3 separate regions of the Mus musculus genome follow, and all the other regions are linked to region 3. A link is a contact called in public Hi-C and HiChIP or PLAC-seq data. All regions are on one chromosome and are shown on one strand. Each heading gives the region's core, a stretch centred on a gene start, on an enhancer-like site or on the middle of the called end of the contact. The rest is flanking DNA. Distances are from core to core; before and after follow the strand shown. Region 1 overlaps Wwox (WW domain-containing oxidoreductase). Region 2 overlaps Wwox (WW domain-containing oxidoreductase). Region 3 overlaps Gm39256 (a long non-coding RNA gene).

What was found. A called contact is a pair of places that touch in the nucleus more often than the background predicts. HiChIP or PLAC-seq counts read pairs in DNA pulled down with a chosen protein or histone mark.
Region 1: a contact with region 3 is called in a Hi-C map of Th1 cells, with 2.1 times the contacts expected there. The contact joins two enhancer-like sites. A contact is called at or near these places in 2 of 484 Hi-C or Micro-C datasets (Th1 cells and Th2 cells) and 2 of 115 datasets of contacts at active chromatin or transcription factors (microglia and regulatory T cells).
Region 2: a contact with region 3 is called in an H3K4me3 HiChIP or PLAC-seq map of bone marrow-derived macrophages, with 2.3 times the contacts expected there. The contact joins two enhancer-like sites. A contact is called at or near these places in 1 of 484 Hi-C or Micro-C datasets (bone marrow-derived macrophages) and 1 of 115 datasets of contacts at active chromatin or transcription factors (bone marrow-derived macrophages).

What each region holds. Positions count from the first base shown.
Region 1 is chr8:115,224,391-115,228,772 of GRCm38.p6, forward strand. The region is part of intron 8 of Wwox (WW domain-containing oxidoreductase); the gene reads left to right. Among named protein-coding and RNA genes, the nearest start is that of Gm39257, 270 kb to the left of the region's middle. Within about 2 kb of position 3,036, at least 36 of the 459 cell types and tissues checked have an H3K27ac peak or open chromatin away from gene starts, as enhancers often do. A contact at or near this core is called in Th1 cells, Th2 cells and regulatory T cells, where this site is marked.
Region 2 is chr8:115,274,044-115,278,466 of GRCm38.p6, forward strand. The region is part of intron 8 of Wwox (WW domain-containing oxidoreductase); the gene reads left to right. Among named protein-coding and RNA genes, the nearest start is that of Gm39257, 310 kb to the left of the region's middle. Within about 2 kb of position 2,443, at least 51 of the 459 cell types and tissues checked have an H3K27ac peak or open chromatin away from gene starts, as enhancers often do. A contact at or near this core is called in bone marrow-derived macrophages, where this site is marked.
Region 3 is chr8:115,616,301-115,620,630 of GRCm38.p6, forward strand. It overlaps Gm39256 (a long non-coding RNA gene), which reads right to left. Exons shown (of 2, transcript XR_879215.3): 2 at 1-4,330. Among named protein-coding and RNA genes, the nearest start is that of Gm39256, 26 kb to the right of the region's middle. Within about 2 kb of position 2,266, at least 65 of the 459 cell types and tissues checked have an H3K27ac peak or open chromatin away from gene starts, as enhancers often do. A contact at or near this core is called in Th1 cells, Th2 cells, bone marrow-derived macrophages and 1 more, where this site is marked.

The sequences.
Region 1 (4,382 bases), core at 1,786-4,285, 390 kb before region 3:
AACAAGACCAATCAAACAAACAAACAAATAATAATAATAATAATAATAATAAACCCCCAAGATCTTGAGAAATAACTCAGCACTTGCTGCTCTTTCAGGGGACCATCCATCCATCCACTCATGCATTCATCTACTCATCTATCCCATCCATACATGGATCCATCCATCCATCCATCCATCCATCCATCCACTCATCCATCTATCCACTCATGCATTCATATACTCATCTATCCCATCCATCCATGGATCCATCCATGGATCCATCCATCCATCCATCCATCCATCCACTCATCCATCTATCCAACCATCCACCTATTCATCTATCCCATCTATCCATCCATCCATCCATCCACCCACCCATCCACCACAGAATACTCTCCCCTGTGACATTTGGAGCCAGTCTTCCCTTCGAGTTGGTTGCCCCTTCCCCAGCTATTCTTTTGGACTGGTTCTCATTATCCCGGTTTCCCCTTATAAGCTGGTGCCATACTCTGTAACCCTCAGAGATCTTTAAACACTTGGCCTTGACTTTTCATTCACTCATCCTTTCCCTGTCCACCACCTAACTCACTTTCTTACCCTGTGACACTTTATACATCTGACGACAGTCACAGTTATTAGGGCACATTTATGTCTAACCCAGTCTTTGCAACTGGGAACTATACCATTATTTTACAGACACTGCAAATTCTTCAAACACCTGTCTTTGGAATGAGGGAGCAGCGCTTAACCACCAATGTTATTGAAACATATGCCTCTCTGGGCACAGCTTTACCCCTTTGAGTGGATGTAGAAAATTTGGCAGACGAAAAATAAGCAAATTGATCCTCAAGCTGTCCCTTCTACCACCTGGGATATTGATTGAGTTAAGATACCTGATTTGATTTCTCCCACAGATATAGGTTGAGTATTTATTCTTGACCATGCCAAGCCCTGAGATTACAACAAGGATTGAAATATGAAAGCCATTGCCCTTGTGGGCTTTAGTGTCTGCAACCGCTAGAAACTTTTCAAGTGAACCCAACTAAAACAGCCTGTGGAGACAGAGAAGACTGGGATATTATGCTAAATCAGTGTTTGGTGATGGGAGGTCCCATGCAGTCCATAACAAAGTGGCTCGTCCCCCTGGTCACTCTTAGCATAGGATACTGACTTTGCATGCTGCTATTTATGATTTTGCCATTCATAACAGCATACAGAGTATCATGGACTCCAAACTCCAAATTCTTATGAGAGGCTCAGAAAGGATGAGTAGAGTCCCCCATGTATACCTTGATCAAGTTTTCTGTGTCAGAAGACAGAATTTTCTTAGATGATTCTAGTTTTTATTTTAAGAGAAAGAGAACAGATTTCCTAAAATTAGGTGGCATCATTAATTCCTTTTAATTAAGGTAATTTATTTGAGCCTGATCTAATGAATGACACATGCCTACAGCACCAGCAATGCAGAGGCTGAAGTAAGTGGATCCCTAGACTAGATAATCATACCCTATGTTAAAACCAAAAGAAAACAAACAATAAAATTAATAATTTCCTTTTCAAATGAGCTCTTCTTATATAGTCATTATACAGTAGTGAAAAAGGTTGTTGTGTTTACAAATATACATACACACAGACACACACACATAAACTGACACAGAGATGTGGATCCTAACACACACCTACAAACACACAGAACAAACACATGGACACAGACATATACAGAAACACTCAGACATACACCACAGACAGACGCACAAACACAGAAACTCACACAGAGGCGTGAATACTATCATATGTAGGTATACAAGGACACAGGCACAGACACATAGACACTGACATACATAGACACACCCACAGACATACACCACACACACACACACACACACACACACACACACACACACACACACACCACTCACATTTTTTCAGCCTTCTAGATTTGCAACAACTTTATCGCAGGAGCTCTTGGTACACATTCCAGGGGCCGTGGTTCCCAAGTGCTCTGGGAGGAAGAAGACCCAGAGGAGTACTGGGCAGAAACTTCCTGCTCTCTCTAAGGTGATTATTGAAAAGCTGCTTCTTGTGGTCATTTCTACAGTGGTGTGGCCTAGGGAGGTGGATCTTATATTCTGGAATCATTCCCAACTTTCCCGTCAGCGATATGAAGCTAGACAAAAATTGTAATCACCCTGTCCCTTGGTTTCTTCAATGGGCCAGGCTTCTCACACTGCAGTCCATGTAAATGGGGGGGGGGCATATTAATGGATAGATAGCTCAGAAACCCAAGGAGCTGGGAATGTCTTAGTTGGTAGAGTACTTGCCTGACATGCCCTGGGCTCATCTCGAGCACTGCATGAGCTAGGCAAGACTATGCTTGCCCCTTAATCCTAGCACTTGGGAGGTGGAAGCAGAAAGATCGGGAGTTCAAGGGCATCTTTGGTTTCACAGGACGTATAAGGCCGGCTTAGGTTACTTAAGGCCCTTGCTTAAAACGAGAAAGAAAAAGAGGAACACAAGAAATGGAGGAGAGAATGAGAATGAGGAAAGAAAGAACAAAGGAAGGAAGGAAGGCAGGCAGTTTAGACGGACAGGCAGATAACAATTACCAGGAAGCTAAGCCCGCCTCCCCTCCCGCCCCGCCAATGCAGGCCATATAAGACACAGAGCTGCCTTGCCCAGTAGGTTCTCATGTCATCTATCTGCCTCTGGTCTAAGGCTGACACTTTGCTCTACATGAGTGACAAAGCAGATTGCTTCCTCCCACTCCTGCGGGTTAAGACCCCTTTCCCTACCTCAGTTTCACTCTGACTGGCAACTTCACTCAGAATGAAACATTAGCAAAAAAAAAAAAAAAAAAAAGACTCAAGATGTTGGCTGAACAGCAAAGGGAGAGTCGATACAAGATTCAAAACCGAGCGCCGGGAGACCACTCGTGAGAAATTCCATAAGCACAACGGTGTGGTTTATGTCACAATCGGTCTGTTGAAATGAAGCCGCCGGGGCCAGGTGGAATGCTAGCATTGTCAACTGTAGCCTCAGGCCTCAGAACCTCTTAACTCAGTGTTGGCTGGTGGGTTAAACACCGGGGAGCTTATGACACATCTGCTTCCCTGACAGGCATCTGAAAAAGGGAAAAAAATTGAGCACAATTGAAAGCAACATGAAAGTCAGTTTGCTTCAGCCCCGTGTCTGCTGCTGACAAGGGGTAGCATCCCCGCTGTAGCGTAGAGACAATACCAAGTGCATGGATTTGATCTGAGAGCTAAACGGGGAAGGGTGAGACCCTGGCACAGGACTGGGGCAAGCAGGTGCTTAGCAATGGAGACTTCTTGGGGGCATTTTCTAGACCTGTGGAAGGGTTGAAAATAGACCAAAGAAGCAGTGTGCCTGGCCCCTGGCCAATCTTCATAGGATTCGTAGGTATAGAGCAGATACCTCCTGCATGAACTATGACCAGCCAGCCAGGGCTTTGGATCTTAACACATTTAGCCCCCCCTGCATAGGCCATTTCAGACGGGCAGCTTGGTCTTTAGGATGTCGCTAAGTGTTGCCCACCGTACACATAAATGATAGCAGAGGTGCACACCGAGTTCAGGGAGGGTCTCCTTTAAGGAGTTCAGGGGGACAAGATGAAGCTTGTCTAATTCTGAACTCTGTATGGGAGAGCTGCGAGTGACCTCCCCTGTCACTTTTAGTTAAGACAGGGCGTTGGAATTCTGGCCTTCGCCATTTGGCTCTTCTCACCTCGGTTATAAGCTTAGACGATATAAAGTGAAGGAAGAGCTCCAACATATTAGGGCCTCCATAATCGAATCTTCCTGGTCACTCTGGCTACCATCAAACACTACAGCGTTCCTATTTCAGAACACAGGGTAGAGATACCTCCTAACTCCGCTTAATAACGGGGAATTGTGTGATTTGGTTCACCCAATAGAATCCGACCAACAGTCACATATTTCATGTCCAGGAGGAAAGAATTTGAGAGTCACTGTGAGCCCTACCTCACCCTCCTTTTGTGGCCCCAGAATCCAGAAATGTGCTGTCCACGTGAGTCTTGCCCTTTCCCTTCCGAGTCCCTGTGTTGACCATGGTCACCTGAGTTTCCCTGCCAGCCTTCCTACTGACTGTGGGGGAAATGAGCCTTTGTTGCCAGTTGCTGAGATTTCAGAGGCATTTGCTCCTGCAATAGGACCCAGCCTCTCTTGCCATAAAACTTTACACTGCATTGTTTTATTCGTCTGCTTATGTGTGATTATGACTCCAACCTCCTTCCAAATGTGTTACAAACTCTAATGCATGATGAGGCAATTAAGTTCCAAGCCAAACAGAGACAACTGCACAGCACCGAGGGAATACACCGTTACAATCAGCTCGTCCCTAACACCCGGCCCCCGAATTCA
Region 2 (4,423 bases), core at 1,193-3,692, 340 kb before region 3:
GGAAGCTGGGGAAGTCTTTCACTTGGTCTGGCCCATACCTAGAAGCCTCTTCATAAACTGTTTGAAAGCAAGTTGTAATGTCTCCAAGGGGGACTTTTGCACTGCTGATTCATTCAGTGCCAGCATTGATTCAAAACCTGGCGGCTGACCACAGTTCCAGCCAAGCCTGGCAAAACTCACGCACCATGGGGCCTGATAAAGCGGTTTTGGATTTGTGTGTTTTCTTACAGTGCCTTGCATCTCAGCGCTGTTGGAAGTACTAAGCTTCTTACCTGTTTTCTTTCTTTTTCTTTTAAAAAGATCTCATCTGTAGTCCCAAGAAACTGACAAAGTGCACCAGTCTTGCCCAGGAATACAGAACTCAGACATTATACCTAAAAGTAGGTTTAGGGATATGTCCCTAAAATGCAGTCCATTCAGTCTGACAGATGAGCCGGGTGGCCAACAGAATCTTGAAACTTCTGTGTTCTTTGGTCGGTGACACACAGGATGCTGCTGTTCTTAGAACTGAGTTCATTTCTACAGGGGGTACTAATGGCAGTCCCAGCTCAGCATCCCCTAAACCAACATCCCCCAGACCAGCATCCATCAGCCCTTATATTTTTTGCCCTCTTGGTAGTGATGAGTGCTTAGCTAGTCTTTTGTGTGCCCTCCAGCATGGCACCTTCTGGAATTCACCAGACTCTTGCTCTCTGGGAAATCAGCAGAAAACGATGCCAATTCTTGATTCCTCTTGAACTTCACGCAGATCTCTCCCCTCTGTGCCTGTATGAAGACAGCAAGTAGCCTGCAGCCTGCTAACTGCCACATTCGTGATTAAGACACACCACACACGTCTTCATGTATAGGCGTAGAGGCCAGCCTGCTTCAGAGAACACCGTGTGCCTGCTCATCTTGCCTGCACCTCTTATCTAGGAAACTTAAGCTTTCAGGATGAGTGATATGGAGAACATGACATCTACTTGTGTCATTAGATGGATGTCAATACTTTTGACCGAGGGGACAGGTTGCAACACACCAGTCTGAAAATGAACAGACTCATAGTTATCCAGAAACACTTCTTGTTACTCAAATGGTTTCCACATAGGAGGTCTCTGTGGCCTTTTCTTTCAATGTCCCTACTAGGAAGGGTGCTTGGGTCCTGGGTTTGAAATAGAGCTGGTTAGATCTCCCACTTTCTACAAGAGAAAATCAAAACCAAACGAATTTTACAAAGCGAACACAGGTCTTTGACCTGCTGGCATAAATCTTTGGTTGGAGGAAACAAGCACTTTCAAAATTCTCATTTTCATCAGAAAGAAGTTTTACCTGATCGTTTGAACTCTAAAAGACTCTAAATTTAAAACATCCCACCTGCTCATCCCACCCCCAACCCCCACCCCTGCACAAACAAACCCCGTTTGTTCTTCTTCCTCAAACCCCGCCCCCTGCTCTCAAGCAGAAAAGCCCGGATCACTCCTTGTCTCCATGTTTCTGAAAAGCCACCCAAAAGTGACCATGGTCACCACCCACCCCACACCCAAGACCAATAAAACTCCCTTGCTTTAGCCTGGGCATGTGACTCCATTGACCTCTACCCATGAATCAGTGAATCCATCTGAGAGCTGCCTCTCAATAAACCCGCCCTCATACTCTTGATGTGGCTTGAATTGGCTCGTTACATTGGGAGAGAAACCTGAAAGTTAACCTTTGCTCCTGAACTGGTGGATTCTGGGAGGGATGGTTGTTATTTTCAGCCGTGCACCCCTTTGTTGAGCCTGCCAGGCTCCAGTGGATAACTCCAAACCCGTGGTCATTGGAGAAGGCCTTGGTTAAAAATCAGCGGTGGCTCAGGAATTGTGCAGAAGAGTTTTGTTAGGAAGAGGGGCCATTGGCAGAGGTGGGAAACAGCTAAGAGGGGGGGGGGGGGGGGAGGAATGAATATCCAGAGTACACTGTATAGACATGTATGGAATTACCCAAACAAAATCAATTAATGGTAAATGTTTTCTGCTGTGCCTGTCTAGACAGAAGGGCAAAAGGGTCTCAGGGCACTTGGGTTGTCTTGAGTGACGGGGAAGAAGTGGCCACATGGCACTGTCCCACTTCCTGAAGAATGGCAAGGATGGGCCACCACTCATTCCACAAATGCGTAGAGTCCTCGAGAGGCCAGGATCTAGACAGGCTCACCACAGCTGAGAGGACAGATCAGCTGCGTCCTGGATCCTCTCACTGCTTCCATTTGGAGGAGGCACAGGAGAAAGGCAAGGAAATCACAGGGTTATAAAATGACTTCTAGAAAGTGATACCTTCCTGTGTCTCTGGGCATGAAACACAGGCTAGAGAGATTTAAAAAAAAAAAAAAGAAGTTGGGTGGAAACGGTTTCAGTGGTATTGCAGAGCTAGTGGTACCAGCAAAAGCCCATTGTGCCATGTCCTGTGGGCAGTGACATCATGGGTGGTAGCCTGAGTTTAGCCACAGGGCTAGTATTGTTACCAGGGAAACTGGCCCCTCCCTGCTGCAGCCGACCTAACACTGAACAGAAAACCAGGAAGAAAGTTGTTTACTGGAAAGAATTTTCATTTTGAGTTTCAATATAAAATCAGAGGCTCTGTGTGTGTGTGTGTGTGTGTGTGTGTGTGTGTGTGTGTGTGTGTGTGTGTTTGTGTGTGTTTGTGTGTGTGTGTATGTGTGTGTCTTCTTTGAATCGGCTTATCATGAACCATTTCTCAAGTTACTATTCATTTTTTTAGTATTTGCTTACTCTTTTAGTTATTCTTACATGTGCATGCTTTTGCACGTATGTGCATGTTTACATGTGTATGCTGCTCTGTGTGTGGATGGTCTTGGAAACCAGCAGAGGGTGTTGGATCCTTTGGAGCTGAAGTCACAGGTGGTTGTGAGCCACCCAGCATGGGTGCTGGGAACCAAACCAAGTCTTTCAAAGGAATGGCAACTGCTCCTCCCAACTGAGCCATCACTCCAGCCCCCACTAGATTATTCCTTTTGTTTTTAAGAAAGGCAAGCCATATCTTACATCCTGTTTCTGTTGTTTGTGTGGGTGTTATTGCTTTTGATGTTTTAGAGACAGGATTTATCCTCTAAGCAGCCCAAGCTAGGTATGGACTTACTTTGTAACCCAGGCTATCCTTGAACTTAATCTACAATACTGGTTCCTAGCTCCACCTTCTGAGTGCTGGAACTATAGGCATGTGCTACCATGCCATGCTTAGTCCTTGCTCCCTCCTTCCTTCCCTCCCTCCCTCCCTCCCTCCCTCCCTCCCTCCCTCCCTCCCTTCCTTCCTTCTTTCCTGCCCTCTCTCTCCCTCCCTCCCTCCCCCTCTGTCTCTGTCTCTGTCTCTCTCCTGTGGGTGTATATGTGTGTCCATGCATCTGTGTCTTACTGTGCAGCCCAAGCCACCTCAAATTTCCAATCCTCCTGCCTCAGCCTCCTGAGTGCTGGCATCGCTCCACTCCTGGCTCTCAAATGGCTATTTTTTTTCCCCACAGCATTTTTAGAAACACAAAGGAGAAGGCTGATTTTTTTTTTTTTAAATCTGGCCTGCTCTTCAACGTTAAGTGCACTGATTCAAGTGGCTGCAGATTTTATGGCTTCTCCCCAGAACAGGAGCTCCCCCTTTCCATTCTCCTCAGGCTCACCCATAAAGCTTTTCTGTTTTTTGGGGGGGGGTGTGTGGGAGGGGGAAAATTCCCAAAAATCTGTCTGGTATATATTACAAAAACTATTACCACCTAACACATTTCACGTATTTAAATTATTTGTTCTATTAAAACGTCAGCACATCTCTTGAATTTTAATCGTGCCTGAGGATCAATCACCGAAACGGCTGCAGGGAAGACTTTACGACTTACCTGAACAGTGGCCTGCTCTGCGGCTTGGCTGTATAGGGACGCTTCCAGTTTAATACGTTTTATTAGCTGGCGAGAACCACCCAAGCAGCTTCTTTTAGAAGTCTTATTCTTGATCCCAGTGAGAATTTACACAGAACCATTAGAAAAAAAATTCTTTCAATGACAATGAAAATTATGATAATAGTAGACCAAGCGAATATTAGCCAATCAGGGTGGAGCATCCTGCTGTGTAGCACACCCAGGCTTCGTGGGGAAAATGCCCTTTGACCTTCACAGCAGTGTTATTGTATCTACACAAAGGCTGTCTTCATAGTACTCAGGAGAAACTGGGGGCAGAGGGACTTCAGTGCCTAGGACCACCTAGCTAGTATTCAGGTCCCTATCTGCTGGAATGAGGTCCCAGCAGCTAGCCCACCATGCAATACCAGCCTATGTCCGTCATGATAGGATCAACTTATTTTGTTCTAAAAGGACAGAATCTTCCCCCTGGTTTTTGCCATTGATCAGCCATGTAGGCTAGGGCAGACTGTTGGCCGTCTTTAATGTTCAGATCTTCCAGAGGGTACTTGG
Region 3 (4,330 bases), core at 1,016-3,515:
GTTTCACCTGAAATATATAAAAGTAAGTTAAAGCCGGGCAGTGGTGGCGCACACCTTTAATCCCAGCACTTGGGGGGCAGAGGCAGGTGGATTTCTGAGTTCGAGGCCAGCCTGGTCTACAGAGTGAGTTCCAGGACAGCCAGGGCTACACAGAGAAACCCTGTCTTAAAAAAACAAAAACAAAAACAAAAAACAAACAAACAAAAAACAAACAAACAAAAAAAAAAAACCCAACCAAACAAAAAAAGTAAGTTAAGTCCATGCAGGATGCTGCCCTGGAGAACACACTGACACCTTTATCTATATCTTTCTTGGTTCCTAACCCATCACATGTGATCACAGGACTCAGGCCACTGGCCTTATGGCACCTTGGTGAAACCCACTCCTAGGTGTGGTGGTAAGGTACACATATGTACAAAAAGAAAGAGAAGAAGGGGAGGGAGGAAGAAGAGAAGGAAGGGTGAAGTAGGCAGGAGAGTCAAGCTCTGTGTTCAGCAAAGGACAGGGTACATCCTTAGACATGGCTCATGGTGGTCGCTAAGAGCCTTCTGCCTCTTCTGGCCAGGAGGAAGAAGGAGACAGGGAGCGCACAGGAAAGAAACCAGGAGCGCAGTCTCCTCCCACACCCACACTGGATGAGGAGCCCTTTCTGTCTCCCCTTCCCCAGCTTTGCCAGAGAGCTCAATGTTTACACAGCTTGGTTGGCAAGCGTGTTGGCAGGGGACTCAAGGCCCTGCTGGGGCACTGAGCCTGGCTCCGAGAGACCTGTTCCTATCTGCCCACATCCTCCTGCACTCCTGGCTAGATACAGGCAGGTCTGGGCCAGCGCAGGGTAGGAAAGACCTGGGGAGCTTGGCCAGTGCTGCTGTTTCCTTGGCCCGAGCATGTGATCCACTCTCAGCTGGGCCCTAGCCTGGCAGGGCCTTCTCCTGGCCTGCTGGTTTCTCTGGGGGATGTGTGTTGTTTTGAGCCCTGGGTTTTTAAACACTGTAGTCCTAGCTACAAAAGAGCCAAATCTCTCCCATTCCATGGGTTTCGGTGAAGGTTTTGTTTTAGACACAGTCTGTAGCTTTTATTTGAGAGGTGGTTGGCTTAGACCTATGCAGCTCTGGCTGGGTTCCAACTTGTGAGAAACCTCCTGCCTCAGCCTTCCAGGTGCTGGGACGACAGGCCTGAGCCACTACTCCTATTGGGTGAGTGTGCTTTTGTCAGAACCTTGCCTACTCTTGCCAGGAGAAACCGCTTAGCAATAAGGTCTGCACCCAGAATTTATAGAAAGAATGGAAGAAAGGAGATGTGAAAACATTCCAGGCAGATGGGCCAGGGAGTGCTGATGTAGAAGGAGGGACCAGGGGTCTGGCCCCTGCATTGATGCACGTCAGGTGGAGCCATTACCAGGGAGGGCTCTAGAAGTAGATTAGCAAGACCTCTCTGCCACTTGCCAGTTGTGCAAGCTTAGGAAAGCTGCTAGACCTTCCAGTGCCGCAGTTTCTTTGTCTGAAAAGTGGGTACAGCACCTGTGTTCATGTTTTAGGTTGACTCTGAGTTCAGCACATGCAAAATCCCCCTGCCCCTGTGCTATGGCCTGTGACTCAATCAATATAAGTTATTGGTACTGAAAATACCCTTTGTTTCCCTAGGGATATGCATATTTGGAAAATGATGCCATGATATTCCTTCCAGGCTTTAATGGGGTTCACCAACTGGTTCCTGGTGATGGCTATTGAATGTCACCACTATCTTTTCGGCAGCCTCTACTTTCATTTGTGGTGAAGCCACATAGAGGGTGCTCTGGTTTACAGAGTTCCAGAATGGGACGTGTCTCACGTGTGCACCCTGTCTCTGAAAGACTGCTGACCAAAGAGATACTGTAAAGGCACACACTCAATTCTGCTGCCAGAACCACAAGGCAAAAACACACAACAGGTGACAGGGCATCCTGGCGTGTGAGCTGACTCTCACAGAGCTCAGAGGACTCTTGAGTTTGTGAGTTCTCCAGTACTTTCTTGACATGTTTTTATTTTGTTTTGTTTTGTTTTGTTTTGTTTTTCCCCTGAACACAAGGACACACACTTGTCCTGAGTCCTGGAAAAGAGTAGCTCTTGCACATTGGTGTGACACATATACACACTAATGCCCATGTGTGTGTGTGTGTGTGTGTGTGTGTGTGTCCGTGTGCATGTGTACGTGCGCATGTGTATGTACAGATCAGGAGGAGCCACAAACTGGCCCACCCACCGATGACACAGCCAAGCCTGAAGCCGCAGCTGGGGGAGAACGGAAGCGGTAGACGCTGACTCATGAGAATCTCCTTGCACACCAAACAGGCAATGATTTCGCTCTGCCTTCCTTAGGTGTCTTTTGCAGATGATGTATGAATCACCTTATTTACCTTCTCCTTCCCAACCTCCTGCTTTATTATTTTTAATAATGCCATGCCAGCTCCGAGGAGGAGTTTCCTTTGCAAAAAGAAAAAAAAAAAAAAGAAAGAAAAAAAAAGTGGGGAAGGGAAGAAAATCAGCCTCTAACTCTCCATCCTCATTACTTCGCAAACATGCTCTTTCTACAGTCCTGTGTGAGAGAGGGGGGACACAAGATGAGTTGGTTCTAGGCAAGCCTCAAATCCGAATATAAACAGTAATAAATTCAGGTCTTGATTCTAGGGGGGAAGCCATAAAGTTTTCATCGTCTTTAATGAGAATAAAAATGCCGTTGCGTGAACACTTTTTAATTTTAAAATAAAGAAGACTAGAGTGCATGGAGAGGCAGGATAGCTTAAGTGTGCTTGTGCTGGGCTCCCAAAAGCACAGTCCTGGTTCTGCACTGGCTGCATGAGTGCATGCATGTATGTGTGGGTGCACATGCCTGTGTGTGGGTGTGGGCATGCTAGTGCAAATCTGCCCTCGCCACTTGTTTATATCCAGTGCTTGGCATTCTCTCAGCTGCAGAGTCCACACTGTCCCTGTGTGACACCTGTGCTTCAGCTTCCAGATGACGAAACAAGGATGCAGAGATTTCCGAGGTACCTGTGGTTGTACAGTTCCCTTAAGAGCCTACGCTGCAACCTGGTCCTCCTTGCCTCAAGCTCCCGAGCATATGTTCCAAAAACCCTTCTAGGTTTTTATCCAGAAATATTGCCTTGATTAGATGTGGCAAGAAAGCCGCAGACTGACACACCTCACGGCTCCATCCGTCATATATAAAATAAAGCATCTTAGGGGACTGAGATGTCATCTCTCTAGCCTGTCACCAAACACAGAGATCTTTTCTCCAGATTTCCCTGCTTTGGACTCTCAGGATTATTACCTGTGACAGGGACCTCATTGCCTATCGAGGAAGCCTCTTCCAGGCTCCCACAGCTTGCTCAATCAGAGTGTCTGTTTTCACCATGGGAAACAGGCCTCCTCATCTCCTGTTGGATCTTTCCTTCAGTACAGATTTCCCTAGCCTTGTGGACTGGCTACCTCTTTGAACAGACCATTTTCCAACCCTGAGCTGTTTCTTCCACAAGCCAGCCAGCTGGGCTTCCAGAACACCTGCACATGTGGCCATCACCTGCTGATCTCAGGCTGGAGAAAGCTTTGCTTACTTGAACGTGACTTTGGCGTGTGAGGGATATGTTCCTCAGCCCACAGTATCTTGGGCTTACTGTGTTAGTTATTCTTCTCAGGATTGTAATAAGACACCCAACAGAAGCAACCTAAAGGAAGAAGGGTTTATTTTGGTTTGTGGTTAGAGGGGTACAATCCATCAAGGCGTGGATTCACAATGGCAGGATCATGAAGCAGCTGATCATCTTGTATCCACAGACCAGAATCAGCTTCTTTTCTCCATTTTATCCAATTCTCAAGACAACACACGCAGTAGTGCCATCACGTTCAGGTGAGTATTTTCATCTCAGTTGACCAGATCTAGAAACTTCTTCACAGACATGATCATGAGGCTCACTCCCAGATGGTTCTACTTCCCATCTAAGTGAAACTTAGCACTAGTCATCCCAGCATTGCATAGAAGGGATGGGAGCAAAGGCTCTTGGGGTGGAAGACAGCTTGCAACTTAGAATCCAAAACCTCTTCAAGGTGTCCCATTAGGGGAGCAATGAGGATCTGCTCTAATCTCCAATGACCACCCGAGTCGCTTTACCCAAGAGGAGCTTCGTGCCTGATAATGAGGGAGCGTCCTTTCCCAGACTCTGGAATGACGAGGGTGTGCCATTTATAAAAATTAACTGCTTAATGGCTCACAGACCCTCCACATTTGAATATAAAGTAACAGTAAAATCCTCGTAAGGACTAAGTCAGGTTTTACGGCAGAGAAAAAGAATGCTGGT